2 separate regions of the Pan troglodytes genome follow, and region 1 is linked to region 2. A link is a contact called in public Hi-C data. All regions are on one chromosome and are shown on one strand. Each heading gives the region's core, a stretch centred on a gene start, on an enhancer-like site or on the middle of the called end of the contact. The rest is flanking DNA. Distances are from core to core; before and after follow the strand shown.

Evidence for each region. A called contact is a pair of places that touch in the nucleus more often than the background predicts.
Region 1: a contact with region 2 is called in a Hi-C map of stem cell-derived neural progenitor cells, with 4 times the contacts expected there. The contact joins the promoter of ACSL3 here to the enhancer-like site in region 2. A contact is called at or near these places in 1 of 7 Hi-C or Micro-C datasets (stem cell-derived neural progenitor cells) and 1 of 1 datasets of contacts at active chromatin or transcription factors (stem cell-derived excitatory neurons).

The regions. Positions count from the first base shown.
Region 1 is chr13:125,107,707-125,110,406 of NHGRI_mPanTro3-v2.0_pri, reverse strand. It overlaps ACSL3 (acyl-CoA synthetase long chain family member 3), which reads right to left and starts at 1,338. Exons shown (of 16, transcript XM_001166550.7): 1 at 1,038-1,338.
Region 2 is chr13:124,958,276-124,960,975 of NHGRI_mPanTro3-v2.0_pri, reverse strand. It overlaps MOGAT1 (monoacylglycerol O-acyltransferase 1), which reads right to left. Exons shown (of 6, transcript XM_526044.6): 6 at 1-1,258. The coding sequence ends at 1,104. Among named protein-coding and RNA genes, the nearest start is that of MOGAT1, 38 kb to the right of the region's middle. Within about 2 kb of position 1,350, at least 13 of the 24 cell types and tissues checked have an H3K27ac peak or open chromatin away from gene starts, as enhancers often do. A contact at or near this core is called in stem cell-derived neural progenitor cells, where this site is marked.

The DNA.
Region 1 (2,700 bases), core at 89-2,588, 150 kb before region 2:
TGAGGCAAGCTAATTCGTCCAATCTGCAGTTTCTCCCGCTGTAAAATGGGAATAACCCCCACCCCAGAGGACTGTTAACAGTGTGAAGACACTGTACATAAAGCTCTCCGAACAGTGCGTGGCATGTAATAAAAGCTCAATAAATGTCAGCTATTTGTCATTCTTTTCAGCTATAATTTCGTTCACAAAGCCTACTGCCTTTCTAGCTTCCATATAATTTTAAAGACATTCCTCCAGCCTTTTCATTTTCGAGGGATCTTTTACACAACAGCTTAAGAGCACACTTTCTAGTATCAGACTTCCTGCGAAAACCATTTGAAAACCTGTGCCTCGGGCTCCTCATCTGTGAAACGAGCCTGATAACACCTACCCAACAGGACTGCTGGTAGTAAGCAGTCCCCGAGTTACCCAACCCATCAACAGTATATGATTAAAACGCACTTGGGGAAAAGCAAAGCTGCAACTCTCAAACCCCAAACATCAGTCTTAATCCCAGTCCCACCACCACGATAGTGCCCAGAACCAATCACCAAGGTCGACCCACCTCACGCACCTAGTTTCTTCTCACCCCACGCAGCAACAGCCCCTCCCGCCCCGCCAAACAAGGGTTTTCCGAAATCGCAAGGCTGAGTCTCCTTCCACGGACACCGCACTGCTGGGGCCGCGGCAGAGCCCCCTTAATTCAAGCGGCTGGCCCCCCCACCCCGCCCCACAGCGCCGGGAAGCACGCAGTGCATCCTCCCTGCCTGGTCAGCGCCGCCCCACGCCGTTCGCGCTGCAGCTCCCGGCACGCGTGGGCTCAGGGCCGAGGCCCCACGTCAGCCGCTTCCCGGACCCCAACGGGCCGCCTCCCACCCTGCTCGCCGCTGCTCCTGGTGCCGCGGGCCGCCCGGGCGCACACCCAGCGGTCAGGTGCGGCGCCGACAACAGGGTCCCAGGCCCCGAGGCTGGGGCGCCCCTCGGGCCCAGCCGAACCACACGCGGAGGCCGCGCCGCCAACCGGCTTCCGCCGCTCCCACAACCCACGCCGCACTCACCGCTACGCCGGAGTCCGGGTTCCTCCGGCCTCGGGGCCGCGCAGGCCTGGCTGAGCCCCAGAGCGTTCACGCCCCGCGCCGCCGCCCGGGGTTCCTGGCGCAGCTGTCGGGGCCGCAATGCGAGGGGACGAACGTCTGCGACCCCGTCCAACGCCTCCTCGTCCCGGCCCCGGCCGCGTCGACAACTGCAGTGTCGCAGCCCGGCGCCGCCACAGCAGCGTCTGTTGAGCGGAACCGCCTGGGACGCTCACCCCCGGCCCGCACTCGTTGCCTATGCAGAGAGGCTGCCGCCCATTGGCCCGCGAGCGGTGGCGCGTGCGGGGCTGGGCCTATCGAATTCGGGCCGGGGAGCGCGGCGCTGGCGGCCCGGGGCGGGGCGAGGTTACTACGGGTCATTCCGCGGAGCCGCCGCGGACCGGACCTGGCTGCAGTCTGCGCGGGGCGGGGGCGGGGGCGGGAATGGGGTCGACCAGGAGGGACGGACCGCGGGTGGGGGAGGGGAGCGGGGATCTGCGGCAGCGACGTGGGAGGAGCGGCTAGCCCAATAGGGTCTGCAGGAGCTCCGTCCCTCCAGGAAAAAACACCCCCCCACCAAAAAAAAAAAAAAAAATTACAGTCGCACAATTATTGCTGTAATGTATAAATTTCAATATAAATTATGAAATAGTATGCATATTCTTTTTCGTTTTTAACTGGATTAGTTATCCCGTTCTTGCAGAAATTGCTGTCAAATCCTGCCAAATAAAATGGCTTTTGGAACTGCCTGGGGCAAGAAGAGCCTCAAAAACTCAAAGCTTATCCATTATCATTTCTCTTGTTTTGGCCTCACTTGACCTAGCATATAACCCGTTTTCCTCTAAATGCACTCACCATGCAAATTTGCTATTTCTTTTCAAAAAATAAAGTTTACTCCAAATTATTGTTTTTGAACGTTCTTAGGAATCCACAGTGGTTCTGTATTTTAAGGAGTTTGCCATTGTTTCTCGTTTTAGACACTAAACAAGGATAAGAAAGAAAGCATCCAGTGCAGGTAGTAGAACTAACTACATGTACTGTAAGAGAGAAGATTTTCACTCACCCAGTACTAGTAGGATTGGTCTCTTTTTTTAACCCAACATATTGTTTAGTTTGCCTGTGAACTTTTCCTTAAGTAGGTGAAAGGTTGCCTTCCTGAGCCAGCCTCAGGCTAAAGCAGGCCTCATTTCCCAAGAGAATCAAAATCAGGAAGCCGCCAGAACTTGAACTAGGTGGAGCGATGATGCACCAAGCAAAGAGAGCTCACTCACCGTGGGCCCAGGGCCAATCGAGAACCTAAAGGGATGGATACCTGACTCAGGCAAACTGTTCTCCCACTTCAAAATATGGCAGTTCAGTTGCTCATTAATCTGTTGAAATCTTATCAAAGGATACATCCTGAAGATAAATGGAATGCAGAATTTCTTATCTGAAAAGATATTCGCAGCTCTGCAGAGAGAAGCAGGCTTTAGAAGTAGTACTTCTGGAACCATGAAATCCTCTGGAAAATATTGGTTTTCTTCCGAGAGAAGAAAACTAATATTGCACTTTTTATCTATCCATAAGCCTAAAACAGACTTGAAGAATTCCAACAATATCTTTCTTCATTATCTTTATATTATGGAATATATATTATGGATATGGACTT
Region 2 (2,700 bases), core at 101-2,600:
GGTATGGAATTTCCAGAATTTCTAGTCCTGAATCATGTGCAAAAGCCTATCTTCCGAATAGATTTCCCTCTCTACAGCAAAGGAGCATGATTCTAAGCATGAATAGAGAAATGAGGAGCCATTCTCCTGTCCACATGAGTTTTCGTATGACAGATTCAACCCATTTTGAAAATGGCAAAAAATCCTGCACTTTTGTTTAAAAATTTGTTGTTGATATGACCAAAGGCTCAAACTATCTAAATATTAAAAGTATCTTTATTCACTAACAAATGTCATGTTCAAGCAGAAAAAAATATTTCCTCTTGCTGTATATGGCAAACTATTTTACACAGTGTCTCCCAAATGGGCTGGCTGTGCTGAACAACAGTTGTCACACTTTGTGAAAACACCACCTTAAGTTATTGTGATGTTTAGTAAGAGGGTCTAATTATTATTATTATTATTATTATTATTATTATTGTTTTGAGACAGAGTCTCACTCTGTCTCCCAGGTTGGAGTGCAATGGTGCGATCCCGGCTCATTGCAACCTCCACCTCCCAGGTTCAAGTGATTCTCCTTCCTCAGCCTCCCTTGTAGCCGGGATTACAGGTGCCCACCACAATGCCCAGCTAATTTTTGTATTTTTAGTAGAGACGGGGTTTCACCATGTTGGCCAGGCTGGTCTCAAACTCCTGACCTCAAGTGATCTACCTGTCTCGGCCTCCCAAAATGCTGGGATTACAGGCGTGAGCCACTGTGCCCGGCCGGGTGTAATTACTTTTTGAAGCTTTCTTTTGTTTTTCAGAGCACAAGAATAATTCTAAACTTGTTCATAACCTGTAAAATGATTTTGCCTTCATAGGCAAGGAAAATTATTAGATGTCTTATAGTCATCTCCAACCTTATCCTACAGTCATCTGTGTTTTTATTTACCACAGATACACCAACATTCATCGCCATAAATAATACTTTTCTGTTGCAAATTTGATGCCACAGTCAAAAGAAAAAAAATAAACGTCTTTAAAATATTTATTCTCACAATAGGATGGTCTGTTATCCTTCTTTATGCCTTATTACAGCCAAGTCATTTATTTTTATTTAAAATTTTTTTTTTATAGTCAAGTCATTTTAAAACAAGAGTCTCGTGCTCTGGAATGCCATACTTTCCTTTGTGCTCCTCAAACAATTTCCTAAGTTCCTCCATATAGGTCTGATGTAACTCCTCAATCTGCTCCTGGGTCGGGTTCAGAGTCTGACGAACAGGGATCGGGCGGCCAACTGCAAAAACAGGGAATACATCATACGTGAGGAACTAAAACCGCTCCACCACAGACCGCCGCCCCTAATGCACAGCTGTGAACACAACTGCCAATCAGAATCCCTCCAGCCTGCTCACTCCAATCCTTGTTTCATTTCACTGGCTGCCTGCAGTGGTCACACCACTCCATCTGATAACAAATAAAGAACTTTCCTCCTCAGCAGACACTGGATTGTCGGGACCCTGGTGGTTTTGACTTTGAGTCAAATGAGCTACTGTGCTGACTGCAGCTGGGAGGTGAGTGGACATAGCTGTGTGTCCACGTCACCAGCTTCCTCCCTCTGGAACAGTTGACAGCCAGACCACAGTGCCCTGATTATTACTGACTGTGAATCCTCATGTCACGTGGCAGTCCTCTAGTCTGACTCTTCTTTTTGAGACAGAGTCTTACTCTGTCACCCAGGCTGGAGTGCAGTGGCACAGTCTCAGCTCACTGCGAACTCCGCCTCCCGAGTTCAAGCGATTCTCTTGCCTTAACCTCCCACTGAGTAGCTGGGATTACAGGCTCCCACCACCATGCCCGGCTAATTTTTTTTTTTTGTATTTTCAGTAGAGACGAGGTTTTGCCATGTTGGCCAGGCTGGTCTTGAACTCCTGACCTCAAGCTGGAATTACAAGGGTGAGCTACTGGCCAGGCCCAGTCTGCCTCTTTTGAGTGTCTTTCTAAACAATTAAAAAATACATATCTTCACAGCTAAGTATCTGTATTAGAGAAATACACATAAATGACGTGGATTCCATTGTTTGTAATAGCGGGTAACTGAAAAACAGCTAACGTCTCAATAGAGAAACTGTTAAATAAACCATGTAATAGTCATTCAATAGAATCCTAGGCAGAAATTTTTAAACAATGAAATAATATAAATATGTGTACACATACACACACAAATACACACAGATGTCTAAAATGTATTAAGTGGAAAAATAATTTGTAAAATAATACAGTATGATCCATTTTTGGAAAAAATGTTTATATTCCTAGAAGTATTATACGTTTTTAGTGCATGGAAAAAAGTCCGGAAAGAGAGAGAAACATAAAAGTTCCTTTTTGGTAAGGAAGTAGGGATGGGGAAATTTCACTCTAACTGTATTATATAAATTTTCTACAAATGAGAATGCATTTGTGTTTTTCCAAATACACTAATTAAAAACAAATCTGGCAACTTCTATACATATTTTAAAAGGTATTTATATAACATCTCACTTGTCTCTGATTTTTAGAAAATACAAAAATTCCCATGGTTTTGGCTCTTGCACTCGCTGCGCCACCTGCTGGTCGGATGCTGCTACTGATGCCAAGGGTTGAAAATGCACAGGATGGCCGGGCGCAGTGTCTCACGCCTGTAATCCCAACACTTTGGGGGGCTGAGGCGGGTGGATCACCTGAGGTCAGGAGTTCGAC